4 separate regions of the Mus musculus genome follow, and regions 1, 3 and 4 are each linked to region 2. A link is a contact called in public HiChIP or PLAC-seq data. All regions are on one chromosome and are shown on one strand. Each heading gives the region's core, a stretch centred on a gene start, on an enhancer-like site or on the middle of the called end of the contact. The rest is flanking DNA. Distances are from core to core; before and after follow the strand shown.

What was found. HiChIP or PLAC-seq counts read pairs in DNA pulled down with a chosen protein or histone mark.
Region 1: a contact with region 2 is called in a FOXA1 HiChIP or PLAC-seq map of pancreatic cancer cells. The contact joins two enhancer-like sites. A contact is called at or near these places in 1 of 484 Hi-C or Micro-C datasets (myocytes), 6 of 115 datasets of contacts at active chromatin or transcription factors (embryonic basal ganglia, embryonic stem cells, fibro-adipogenic progenitors and 1 more) and 1 of 9 other capture datasets (adipose tissue).
Region 3: a contact with region 2 is called in an H3K27ac HiChIP or PLAC-seq map of embryonic stem cells, with 5 read pairs. The contact joins two enhancer-like sites. A contact is called at or near these places in 2 of 39 promoter capture datasets (3T3-L1-derived adipocytes and liver), 4 of 484 Hi-C or Micro-C datasets (CD4 T cells, CD8 T cells, muscle stem cells and 1 more), 5 of 115 datasets of contacts at active chromatin or transcription factors (bone marrow-derived macrophages, embryonic stem cells and pancreatic cancer cells) and 1 of 9 other capture datasets (liver).
Region 4: a FOXA1 HiChIP or PLAC-seq map of pancreatic cancer cells shows a contact between it and region 2. The contact joins two enhancer-like sites. A contact is called at or near these places in 2 of 484 Hi-C or Micro-C datasets (CD8 T cells and Sertoli cells) and 3 of 115 datasets of contacts at active chromatin or transcription factors (embryonic stem cells and pancreatic cancer cells).

What each region holds. Positions count from the first base shown.
Region 1 is chr6:127,972,752-127,975,657 of GRCm38.p6, reverse strand. All of the region lies in intron 1 of Tspan9 (tetraspanin 9), which reads left to right. Among named protein-coding and RNA genes, the nearest start is that of Gm15870, 29 kb to the right of the region's middle. Within about 2 kb of position 1,462, at least 47 of the 459 cell types and tissues checked have an H3K27ac peak or open chromatin away from gene starts, as enhancers often do. A contact at or near this core is called in pancreatic cancer cells, where this site is marked.
Region 2 is chr6:128,199,293-128,202,487 of GRCm38.p6, reverse strand. It overlaps the pseudogene Gm4691. Among named protein-coding and RNA genes, the nearest start is that of 9330102E08Rik, 17 kb to the right of the region's middle. Within about 2 kb of position 1,742, at least 319 of the 459 cell types and tissues checked have an H3K27ac peak or open chromatin away from gene starts, as enhancers often do. A contact at or near this core is called in CD8 T cells, Sertoli cells, embryonic stem cells and 2 more, where this site is marked.
Region 3 is chr6:128,444,580-128,447,650 of GRCm38.p6, reverse strand. All of the region lies in intron 2 of Gm10069 (predicted gene 10069), which reads right to left. It also overlaps the pseudogene Stambp-ps1. Among named protein-coding and RNA genes, the nearest start is that of Gm10069, 7.4 kb to the right of the region's middle. Within about 2 kb of position 1,575, at least 36 of the 459 cell types and tissues checked have an H3K27ac peak or open chromatin away from gene starts, as enhancers often do. A contact at or near this core is called in embryonic stem cells and regulatory T cells, where this site is marked.
Region 4 is chr6:127,990,099-127,992,997 of GRCm38.p6, reverse strand. All of the region lies in intron 1 of Tspan9 (tetraspanin 9), which reads left to right. Among named protein-coding and RNA genes, the nearest start is that of Tspan9, 44 kb to the left of the region's middle. Within about 2 kb of position 1,252, at least 117 of the 459 cell types and tissues checked have an H3K27ac peak or open chromatin away from gene starts, as enhancers often do. A contact at or near this core is called in CD8 T cells, Sertoli cells and pancreatic cancer cells, where this site is marked.

The sequences.
Region 1 (2,906 bases), core at 213-2,712, 230 kb after region 2:
GGAGGCAGAGAGCTGGAGTGCTTGCCTGGTATCAGCATTCCTCTTGGGGCTTTTTCCTGGGCCTGCCCTGTATGTGTTAGCCCATGATCTCCTGTGCATTCCAAGCTGCAGGGACAACAATCCGAGGAACAATTGTGTGCCTGTCGAGTGAAGCTTTCAGTCTGGGGACTCAGACCCTGACTCTTGCTGCCAAGAACCAGCGGGAACTGGTTGGATTGGTGAAAACCGGGGAACACAGAGTCATACAAGTATGCCCTGGTATACCTTCTCCCTGACACCTGCCGAGCCCCATCTCACCTGAAGCCGGTGGCTACCAGGCTAGGCAGAGCTCTTGGCCTAGAAGGTGCCTGATTGGGAAGAAAGCGCGCTTCTGCCAGGGTGCACCAGTGTGGGAGGGGCAGCAGTAGTAATCAATGTTTATGGACTGTTGAGTGATCGCTCTCCCTATACACGGCTGGCAGGTGCTCTGTGTCATCTGGGGCTCTTTGCCGTCCCAGCCACACATCATCTTGTGGCCCTTCTGGGAGCCGATCCTCAAGCTTTTTGCTTTCGGGGCACGGGCACCCTTGGGGGCAGGTGTGACACCCCCACCCATCTTAGTGCCACATGGGACACTACAGCCCATTTCAACAGGTGGAGAGACACTAGCTTCTGAGAAAGCTGATGGGCCTGGGAAGGGTGTGCATCAGGGGAGCCTCCCTGAGCAGGCGCCCTTTCCTCCTGGGGGTAGTGAGCCTGTCTTTAAGGGCTGTGTTGGAACAACACAGGGTAGGTGGCAAACAGTCCTTGCCCTTTGCTCTCTAGGACCGGCATCTTCCTGCACCCTTCAGTGAAGCCCAGGACAGATCCAGATTGAATCTGCTCACCCTTGAACCCTACCAACCCCATGTAGAGAGCAAGGCACTGATTCCATATGCCAAAGCCAGACCCCAGCGTCCCATCAGATGAGTCATACTCCAACAAAGGCACCAGGACCCTCCCAGAGACAAGAGGACAGCAAGCCCCGAGTGCCACCGCACACACACACACACACACCAAGCACAGTATTCTTAGTGTCTGTACAGAACTAGCCCATGCTGGAATCATCAAAATGTAACTGGGTTGTAGGTTGCAGGTGCCTTATGCAATGTTTATTTGGAGGAAAATTAGGCTTAGAAATATGGGTGTGATCTCCCTGTCACCCCTGAGCTGGGGACTGTGGAGTGGAGCTGTGAAGAAATTGGAGCTTGTGAGGAGAACAACATCCAGTGAAGAATGGCCAAGGAGTGGTCCTATTCAGTTTGAAATTCTGCACACACTCAACAGGCAGCCAAGCTGCCGAGGCCACCAGTCAAACCAATGGCGCTTACAACGGGCTGTGCCCATGCGAGAAGTGCAGAGCTCAGCTCCGAGGGTGGGAGGGGAGCAGTGCCCGTTCCCTCCAGCTAGAGTGACTTTCACTGTGAGACAGATGAGCAGCAGAGGGTGACTCAGAGGTGAAGGATGTAAAAGCCCTTTCCTAGGCCAGGAGACTTGGGAGAGAGCGTTGCTAAGTACACATGCTCAAATATTTAAAGGCCTGTCACACTCGTTCCTGGTGAGCCTCTCGGAAATGAGGACTGATGCATGTTAGCCACAGGGAAGTGGGATCTACAGTTAATAGACTCCTTCCCTGGAGTTATATGGAGGGAACTGGAATGCAGACTGCAGGCAAATGCTCAGATCAGATGTAGGGGGGCGCTTCATGGCTGCCTCCCCTCTGGCCCTAGCAAATCTCTGCAGCCACCATCCTCCTGCTGGCTGGGTGACTTTGGCAGAAGACTCTGCCTTTGTCCTTTCTTTTCCATGGGTATGGAGTTGGAAACGTGCTCCCCGGCTCCCCTCCTCACCAGCCAGCAGCCCGTCTGCCTCTCTTTATGGCTATGAGAATGAATGAGCTGCAGAGAAAGAGGGCCGCTTGCAATACAAAGTAGTAGCCCCTCTCCCACCCTGGTGAGTGGAGCGAATCCTCTCTGCTCCCCACTGCAAAGTTCTTAGCAGGTTGTCCTCTTTCAGGGCCAGGCAGGGCTCTTAAAAGGAGCCAGTGTGTCAGGTGGTGCAATTAAAATTGTCAGGATTGTCTCTCTTTTTTGCCTTATCTGCTAATTTATTAACTGCCATTATGTCTTGGGCACTGGGAGCCCTCGTGTTCCCATGTCTCCTGCTGTCCAAGAGGGGTTTCAGAGGCCCGGGGATGGTGTAGCGCTGCTGCTGGAATCTACACTCAGAGACCATGTCTGCAGCAGCTCTCTTCAGGTATAGGAGGTAGTGAGGCTGAAAAGGCCAGTGGTGTGCAGGGCTGTGTGCTAGGCTGGGAACACCATGTTAGGAGTTCCTGACGGGGTACTGGGGCTTCCAGGAGTGGAGAGGCCAGGGTTTAGAGGGAGCTTCTTTCTTGAGTGGGAATGTGGATGTGCATGTGCCCCCGTTCCTGAGCTCGCCCACCCACTCAACCCCCTACCCACCCACCTACCCACCAGTCGCTGAAGAAACATTCAGTGTTCCAAGTATTTTCTGGGTCCGGTGGTGGAAGGACAATGGAAGAGCACGAGTCTGATCCTCAAAAGGAGCTGTTTTTTTTTTTTTTTTTTTTTTTTTTTACGACAGAAGCCTTGGGAGGGGGCTAGCATGAACTCATGACCACGCCCTGGATCAGTCCACTCTGGGAGGGCCCATCTTTCCCCTTGTGAAGGGCTGGGTGGGTGGAGGTGATATGGAGTCTGACTAGATGGGGATAGAGTACCCAGACATGGGTGAATTTGGAGCAGCCGTGGCCCTGGAGAAATGGGTGCCTGTGTGGATGTCCTACCTGGGGGCAGAAATATGCGTTAACTTGACCAGTCAGTCAGTATAGCCAACCTGAAGATGAGATGTGGGCGGTTAGTATG
Region 2 (3,195 bases), core at 493-2,992:
AACCTGTATGTATGGGGAGAGCTGGGCTTGTCTCTGGTGTGACAGTGACTTGGGACAAGGATAGTCATCTTGGGGTTTGTTCTTATCAGGCCAAGTATGATGACATCAAGTAGGTGGTGAAGCAGGCATCTGAGGGCCCACTGAAAGGCATCTTGGGCTACACTGAGGACCAGGTTGTCTCCTGCGACTTCAACAGCAACTCCCACTCTTCCACCTTCGATGCCGGGGCTGGCATTGCTCTCAATGACAACTTTGTCAAGCTCATTTCCTGGTATGACAATGAATACGGCTACAGCAACAGGGTGGTGGACCTCATGGCCTACATGGCCTCCAAGGAGTAAGAAACCCTGGACCACCCACCCCAGCAAGGACACTGAGCAAGAGAGAGGCCCTATCCCAACTCGGCCCCCAACACTGAGCATCTCCCTCACAATTTCCATCTCAGACCCCATAATAACAGGAGGGGCCTAGGGAGCCCTCCCTACTCTCTTGAATACCATCAATAAAGTTCGCTGCACCCCCCAAAAAAAAAAAGAATAAGGCGAAAGTGAAATAGGTTATTAGGTTTCTTTGCACGTTCAAAAAGATAGAACTGACTTACTCTCTCTTTGAAATAATTCTTCCATACCAACTACATTATATAGCATATATTTAAACATATCCAGATAAACAATATCGAGGTTCAAAAACAAGTTTTCAAGTACATCTGTTTTTCTTCAGAGCTGGGACTGAATCCAGGACCTCACTGATGGGGAGCCAGCACTCTGCCAACCTACAATACCAGTAACCACAAAAAACCTTCCAATCACGAAAATGAAAAGATAAAAACAAAATATCAATTCTAGTGGAGGGTAAAGCACGCACTTCAAAGCAGAACATGATTATGATCAGCTGCTTCTAGCTGGTAATCTTCAAAGTAAAAACTTTGGCCCAACAAATCTTTGAGTCTCACTTTCACCTAGCTAGGGCACAGCGCGCCCCCTACTGGGAGTTCCTGACTGAATTAAAAAGCTCACTTTTAATATATACTTGAGGAGTTTAACACCAATGTTTGAAACTTTAAGGGATTTTACAACTCATCGTCGTACAGTTATTTGTTTCTTGTGCCCATAAAGTTCATTTTCAACATTTTCCATCAGAACCATCCTAGCCTCGCAACAAACGTCAGGGCTCTCATATCTCTCTGCTTTTCCACTACCTCTCCCATGATGCCTTCCATTCCCTCCCACCCTAGGTGAGTCTCGACCTGGATGCTGAGAATAAAACCCAGGTCCTCTGCAAGGTTCTTTTAACCACGGAGTCAACTCTCCATCCACCTCCCACACTAGGACCCGCACCTTCCAAATCCCACTGAGGGACTTCAACTATGACCCCCTGAGCCCCCGCGAGTTTCCGTAGCTCGGCTGGGTGGGTGGGAATGTGGTGTGCTCCGGAGGTATAGATCGCTTTGGTCTGCGCCTGCCCGGAGGAGTCGGGAAACAGCAGCCACAGCTCCTACCTTCCCAGCCATGGTCTAGAACGACTAGCTTGGGCACTGGCCACAGACAGAGTCTGGCAGTTCTAAACTCCACCCCAAGCTGACCACTGAATCCCTGGGCTCTGCCTCTCACACTTTGTTAAGTTTATCCTTCAGTTATTGCACCACTCTCGAGCAACAAGCACCGCCCACAGACTGGTGCCTCAGGCCCGGGCTCCGCCTCTTGCCTGCCTACGTTCCGCCCTCGTCCTGTTGCTCCCCACCGGGCTCCGCCTCTCGCGCACCAAGCCCCGCCCTCAGTCTATTTCTCCACATCCGGGCTCTGCCCTCTGGACCCCTGAGCTCCGCCCTCAGCCGCTGGCGTCACACCGAGGCCCCGCCTCCCACGTGCCAGCGCTCCTCTCCCAGCGCTCACCGGTCCTTCCAGCAGTCCTCAGGTTGCACGCGACCGGCAGTGAGCTTCCACTGGGTAGGGGTGGGAAGCCGGTGGCTCCGGGCAGCGGTGATAACCCAGCAAGGAAGCAGAGTCGCATTTCGGAGCGTCCACTCGTAACGCGGCCTCTCGCACACGGAGCTCGTAGTCCAGGGGAGAGGAGGCCAGGGCGGCCCTGGAGAGGTTGTAGGTGCAGCGGATCGGCCGTAGAGACCCCGTCGGACTCAGGAAGGCACTGTCAGCCGCTCGGAGCGGAACCCCTTTCCCAGACAGTAGAGTCACCCCTCCCCCTCCGGGGACCGTTACTGGTCGCCTCCTGAAGGATCAATCTGGGATTGTCCGCTAAAGTGGCCTTAGGCACCGTTAGTCTAGGGCTCGCTGGCTTGTGGCCTCAGAAGGTAATGCTCTGGGGTACCACTTTTATGTAGGGATTGTGCCCGGGGCTGGGGCATGGGCGGGAGCTAACGTCCACAGGCAGTGCCAGCAATATGCCAAATGCACCAAGCACCAAGGCAAAGCCACAAGGCTGTAGATGTCTTCTTTCAGGCAACCCAGTTTTGTGCTAAACCTCAATAGACTTTCTTTTGTCAGGACCATGGCAAAGAGTGGAACACCAGCTATTCAGGATGTAGATGAAAGTCGCTCCCCAAAACTAAGAGTGGTGTGAATTATATTTAGTCCCTGCCTCCAAGGGTTTATTAAGATAATTTAAAATGCCTTTGAGATGACAAAAGTTAAGACTCATCATTTTACTTAGATTTGCCTCCTATGGTTATAATTTTAGGCTCCTTCATAAATCCTACTAACATTTTACTATATATTATTTTTTCATTCATCAATTTCATTTCATCCTCCATTCCCTTCAGTACCACAACAGGACTACTTAATCCTTAGAGGATGTACAGCCAAACAAGGTGACTAGCCATCGGCCAGGAGAGCTTATTAAAAGATTTCATTTCTTGGGCATCCAGGTAACTTATCCACAAAAACTCATTGGTTTTTTAAAAAAAATTATTTATGTGTTTTGGTGTTATGACATATATATGTATGTATGAACCCTTGGAACCCTGAAACAGGAGTTACAGACATGAGCTGCCATGTGGGTGATGGGAATTGAACCCAGGTCCTCTGGAAGAAAAGCCAGTGTTCTTGAGTCATCCTGTTCTGGGATTATTTTTCAAGACATTTCTCATCTGTGCCTTAAAGACTAATAGAACTGTAACTTTTAAGTGTATCTTAAAGGGCATTTTTTTTTTCCTGGAAGAAAGGTTTATTGCATAAGGAA
Region 3 (3,071 bases), core at 326-2,825, 250 kb before region 2:
ATCTACCGGCTTCAGGCTGTAACATAGCCAGAAGGCTAGCTAAGTCAGCAATGGCGGACAGGCCTTTGAGACCTTGAGTGCTGAGCCACAGAAGTGGATCACACTCAGTGTATGGTACCTTGATCTACACCGAGTTTTCCCAGTTCACTGACAATAATACCACCTGTGACATACGTGCAGTACTCTGTAGGAAACTGATGAGCGAAGACGTTACCATCATACATGTTATCCCCGACGAAATGCTGGGTCTGATTATTGCAACATAGAGAATGAATTTCTTCCCACAGGAACTAGGTATGCTCATACTTGGGTGGATTTACACCCCCCTCACATAGTCAGCCTCCCTTTCTAGTGTAGACATTCACTGCTCTTAGCAGATGATGTCGACAAGAGTCAACAGCTGCTGTCTGCCCCACTGCCCCCAGGTTCAAGGAAACAAAGCCATCTAAACCAACTGACCACAGACTACAGGAGATTTCTTTCTGTTCTTATAAAGGCTTTCATACAACAAAAGCATACTGTGGTCATGTGACTGTTAAGGACTAGGCAGTGACTACCATAAATGAGTCTCAACCTCCTAAGAGCTACAAACCCTAGTCAGTTTACTATTGCACTTAAATTTAAGCTTTCCAAGAAGATTTGGAGACAACAAATAGGAGTATCAATGGCAAAGAAAGACTGAATATTTTTGGTTTTGTTCTTTTGAAAACAGAACATTGAATATATTTTTAAGACAAATTTGAAAGAGGAAACCTATCACACTAAGCAACTAACTCAAAAATTAGGTGAAAACAGAGAGCATCTTTCTGTCCTTCCAGACTCAAGTATTACCCATCTTCCTTGTCTCTGCCTATCAGCCTGCACACTGTCTACCTCTGGACTAAAGAAGAGCAGCTGTGGTGAGATCTAAGAGCCCTTTAGGAACGTTTGGGTTCTCCTTCGGCTTGTGACATCGGTGTTGGGGACAAGTTGGGCTGAGTGGTTGGCCTCCCAGTTTTGTCAGATCACTGTTCCTGTGTTTAGGGTGTCAGCAATTGTTGGAGACCCTGTCCAGTGAAAGAGCATACTTTGAATTTCTTGTTCCTCTCTCTACCCTGTTGACACTGTTACTGCCTCTACTGCTTTAACAAGGAAGGCAGTCACTGTTTACTGTGATTTTTGCTCATACATTAAGACCCCAACCTTAACCACTAGCAACTTTTAATTTAAACTCACCCGCTCTGGTAAGATGGGGAGTCTTTAGTCTTCTGGGTTTTCAGCCTTTGACTGAAGTCCAGATTCCAAAGAGGATCTCCCGGCTTCAGCAAGTCATGTGATCTCACACGCCCCCTTCCGGTAAGAAGTAGCAAAGCCTCAGCTCCTAGGGCAGGGCTAACTGTAAGAAATTTGCCTAACACCTAACAGAGACAATGGATTAGAAGCTTGTGATTGGAGGCGCATCTGTAAACTGAATGAAAAAAAGAAATAAAAGGAGAGCATGACTGCTCCTAAGGGGCTGAGGTTTTTATTATAGATATAAGGGGGAAAACAGGTAGAGATGAGACATCTGTGAGAGTCCAGAGTGAAAGTGGCCAGACTGAGCCGGGCCACGTGACAAGAGGTGGAGAAGGACAGGAAGAGAGGAGCTGAAGACCTAGAGGGTCGGCCGGGGTCAAGAGACAGGTGTAACCAAACTTGGTGATTTATACAGGGACCCGAGGAGCTGGGAGGTGGGGAGCCCAGACCAGTACTTGGGCTGGAGAACTCAGGGTAGCGGGTGGGGTATGCCAGCCAGGAGGACCTCAAACAGGTAGGGACTGAGGGACGCTGGGAGAACCTGGCCGCCAGCTTCCGCTTTGTTATGTTAATAGGCATCTCAGTTAGCCTAATGAGTTTGGCTTGAAACCAAACTCAAAAGAAGTTCAAGGAGGCAGGGAAAGCGCCTGCACAACTAAATGCTCAGGACAACCATGACAGGGAGACCCCCAGCTACCTTTGAATGCTCTACTGCTCACACGGGGAGTTCAGAAAACAGGAGATGTTTGCTAAGTGACCAGACAGATGAAGGGAGAACAAGTGAGAAGCAGAGGAGCGCCTGCTGATGGGATGGGTCACTTACACACAGCAACCCTCCCTGCTACACAGAAAGCCTGCTCCACTTAGCAGAGGATCCTAACTGTCCCAAGCCCCAGGCATCTCCGATTTGAGCCCAGAAGTTGGTAATCTTATTCAAAAGCAAGACATGTGCCCCACCCATAACTCTGACAACTGAAGAACTGTGAGACCGGTCCCCAGGATAAACTGAAATGCAATGACAGTCACTGAACACCAGACATATGCAATGAAGAAAAGAACTCTTACTCAGGAGGACCGATCAGGGAAGTAGTCCTCCAAGACTTGATTCTGAGCTACCCAAAGGAAGATAGAAGGAAAAAAACAGGAAAGTCACCACTGGCCTGGAGGCATCTTGAAGTCCTGGTGCTGAAGCAAAAGGACATGAGTAACCACGTAGCCCATAGTCCTACTGTTGGGTAGTGTGCCACCAGGACTGGGGTGATATAGAGGACAACTGTATACTGTTCCAGGTTCTGCACAGCAGTGTATTCTGGAATCTTGTGCTACAGTCCTGACCCCAATCTCACTCCAACACTAGGTCCCTGTCTTTTCAGGATACAGCATAAGGTAAAATATTGATAAGACTAAGTCACAGGCTTACCCACGCCATCTTCCTATAGTACCAGTGAGCAAGCCCTAGGGGGTGGGAGGTGAACACACTGAGCAATCAAATGAGCTGGAGAGCCCAGGGAGGTGGTGGCTTTGGCCTCCCAGATTCCCACTCCCTTGCTGACAGCATCAGTGTGGCTCATGGAACAAGGTGGGACCATTTGCGCCTCTCTCTCTCTCTCTCTCTCTCTGGTTTTTTTGAGACAGGGTTTCTCTGTGTAGCCCTGGATGACCTGGAACTCACTCTGTAGACCAGGCTGACCTGGAACTCAGAAATCCACCTGCCTCTGCCTCCCAAGTGCTGGGATATTTAAAAGGCATGTGTCACCACTGCCCGGCCAGGACTGGATTCATCTATGCCTCTTACA
Region 4 (2,899 bases), core at 3-2,502, 210 kb after region 2:
TGGAGGGCTGTGAGCCCAGCCTGGCCTCGCAGCAGGAAGCCCTGAGCTCCAGTGACACCAAACACTCATTTCTACTCTGCACCTCGGTTCCTCCATTCTGGGTATCCCTGACTTCTAGAGGCCACACTGCTCTTAGAAGAAGCCATAGGATGTTCATGCTGTAGAGTAATTTCTGTATAGACGCTAAGAGATCCTGAGATGAAGAGATGAAGACACTGCCAGCGTCCTTAGGTACCACTCCACTCCCCTCCATCCCCAGGAGGTCCTATGCCTTTGTTTCCTGCTGGCAGCGCCTGGTTCTGGAACTCTTCAACACTCTGATTGGGCCATCCTTGAGCTGCCAGGCAGGCAAGCAAGCAAGCAAGCACGCAAGCAGACGCCTGGACCAAAGCACATTTCTTGCACCTGCCAGTTTGGTAGAGTGATCTGGAAGATGCCAGGCTCATTTCTGCCTCTCAGGGCTTGGCCAAGGGAGGTGCAGAGGCCAGGGAGGATGTCCTTAGAGCAGTTCCTGGGCCTCCATCCTCAAAGTAGAAAGGGAGCATTGACTTCTGCCACAGGAGAGAAATAGTTTTCAGTTTTCTTTTTCTCAAAGCATTTGCGTGTTCCAGCAGTGGAGCAAGGGACATTGGGTCCCAGCCTAGCTGAGGTGGAGGGACGTGGAGAAAGGTGGGGTATGATGTATCCTCAACTTGCCACACGAGCTCAGAACACCTCCCTGGGCCATGGTGACCTGTAAATTGAGCAGGGTGGGAAAGGGCCATCTGCTGGTTCTCCCATGATGGGTGTGTCCACGCTCCCTTCATAGAGCCTGTGCCATCAGCATGGTGACAAGCCTCTTGCCTTCATGAAAAGCCGGCTTGCCCTTTGCTTGTGTTCAGATGGTGTTGGCTGGCTTCGTGAGAAGCCTGAGGTTATATTTTGAGATCCGCTAGGCAGGGTTGTGTGGTTCTTCTCGTTGTCCGTGGTTGTGCACACTTTGATCCAGTCCCCCACCACAGTAGAGTCGCCCCGTGGCTCACGTCTACAGCTTTCTTGAGGGTGTCTGGTGTGTTTCCTGTATGAAATGATTTCCTGTTCCTGTCAGAGCACCCAGAACTGAGAACCTCTGACCTTCTCTCTGTCAGCCATGTGCTGTGCATCCAAGATTGTCCCGCTGGTTAGAGAAGCCAGGAGCTCTGTCTCATCCCTGCTCTGTCACCCAGGCCAGCTTGCTCATGCTGAGGCCAGCTTGTTGGCAGTCAAATACACTGTCTTAAGAGGGTGGATCAAGGACCATATCTGTGACTCAGAGCCTTTCCTGGTGCCATGACATAGCCCTTGAGGTATGTGAAGCTGGGCTCTTAGCCTTCCGTGCCTGCTGTAACCTTCCAGGTCTGGGGAATACCCAGGTTGATAACAGTGCATGTTAGGCTGCCCAGGAGAAGGGGCCTGGGCCTGGGAGTAGCGTTGGGGAGAAAGCAGGAGAAAGCTGTTCACACCTGAACTTTTCTCTTCTCTCCTTCCCCCTCCTACGTCTGGGCTTTGGGGGTCATCTTAGATCTAGGTGCAGAACTAGTACATACCTGTGCCTGGGCTAACTTCCAGAGCCCAGGGGGTAGAGATGAGAAAAAAAATGTTCTGTGTGAGGGTCCCTGGTTGTAAGAAAGAGGAGGGGACAGGCTGGTTGTGAGTAACTGATCTTGAATGATGGACAGGCTCGAGATAAAGGAAAGGATGTTGGTTCTTTCTTTGCTTTATTCTTTTCTTCTTAGGGATTTTTTGAGACAAGGTCTCAGTACGTAGCCCAAACTTGACTTGAATTCAATTCCCTTCTGCCTCAGTTTTCTAAGTGCTGGGATCATAGGTGTGTACCACCACGCCAGCAGGAAGTCGGTGCTTAAAAAAATAAAAGTTCACATCTGAATATAAATCTAATGTGTAAGGAAGAACTGAGGGGGATAAATCAGTGGACATTAAAATCCTCCTCTCCACCCCCCCCCCCGCCACCCCCAATTCTGTTCTCCTGAGCGAGCCGCTGCTCACTTGTTGGTGTTAATAGAGATGTGAAGGAGATTCTTCAGTTACAAAGGACACTAGCTTAAAAGATGGGGACCCCGGGCAGTGATTTTTCATATACCCCAGGAGTCCTGGGTCAGTCAGCACCACACATAGTCTCAGAGTACAGAGGTGGGTGAGCCGGGGAACCAATGGTAGAATACAGAAATGCAGAGTAAGAGGTGGCTGGGGCCAGAGCAGCTCCTGTCCAGAAAGAGAGCCCTGGGCTTTCCTTAGACCCCCTAATGGCAGGGCCCCCTGCTTAGCTAACACGTTGATTTGCTCTGGTCTCTGGGCAAGAGAAGTTAAGTCATTTCTTGCCTCATAGGTTTTATCGCTTGGTCCCTGTTCTGTCCTCTGGGCTTCATGGAGGATGCACAGCCTCCGCAAACTGCTGCCTCGTTCACACACCTAAAACCCACCCACAAGGCTGATGGATCAGTAAGTGTAGTCCTTGCCACACAAGCCTGAGACCCTGAGCCGTGCTGCCCAGCACTCATGTGCAAAGTACAGTGAGACACTTTGTGGTTTTGACCCAAGCACCAAGAGTCTGGGACAGGACCAGCCAGCCTAGCCAGATCAGTGACCTCCAGCTTCCGAGTGACCCTGCTTCAGAAAATAAAGTGGGGTGCAATCGAGAAAGATGTGCAAGATGGCTCTCTAGCCTCTACTACTCAGACACACACATACAACCCCGCCTCTTGTTCCTTGCCGTACCTCCATGCTTTCAGGCCTGCCACTCGGATTCCCACATGGGCACTATTATCCCTGTGCCCTCTAGGGCCGGTCCGGTGTGACTGGAGAGGGCGGGGCTGCTGGCTAGGCTTTCGGAGCAGGTGAGGCGTAGTACCCTGTTAGAGGG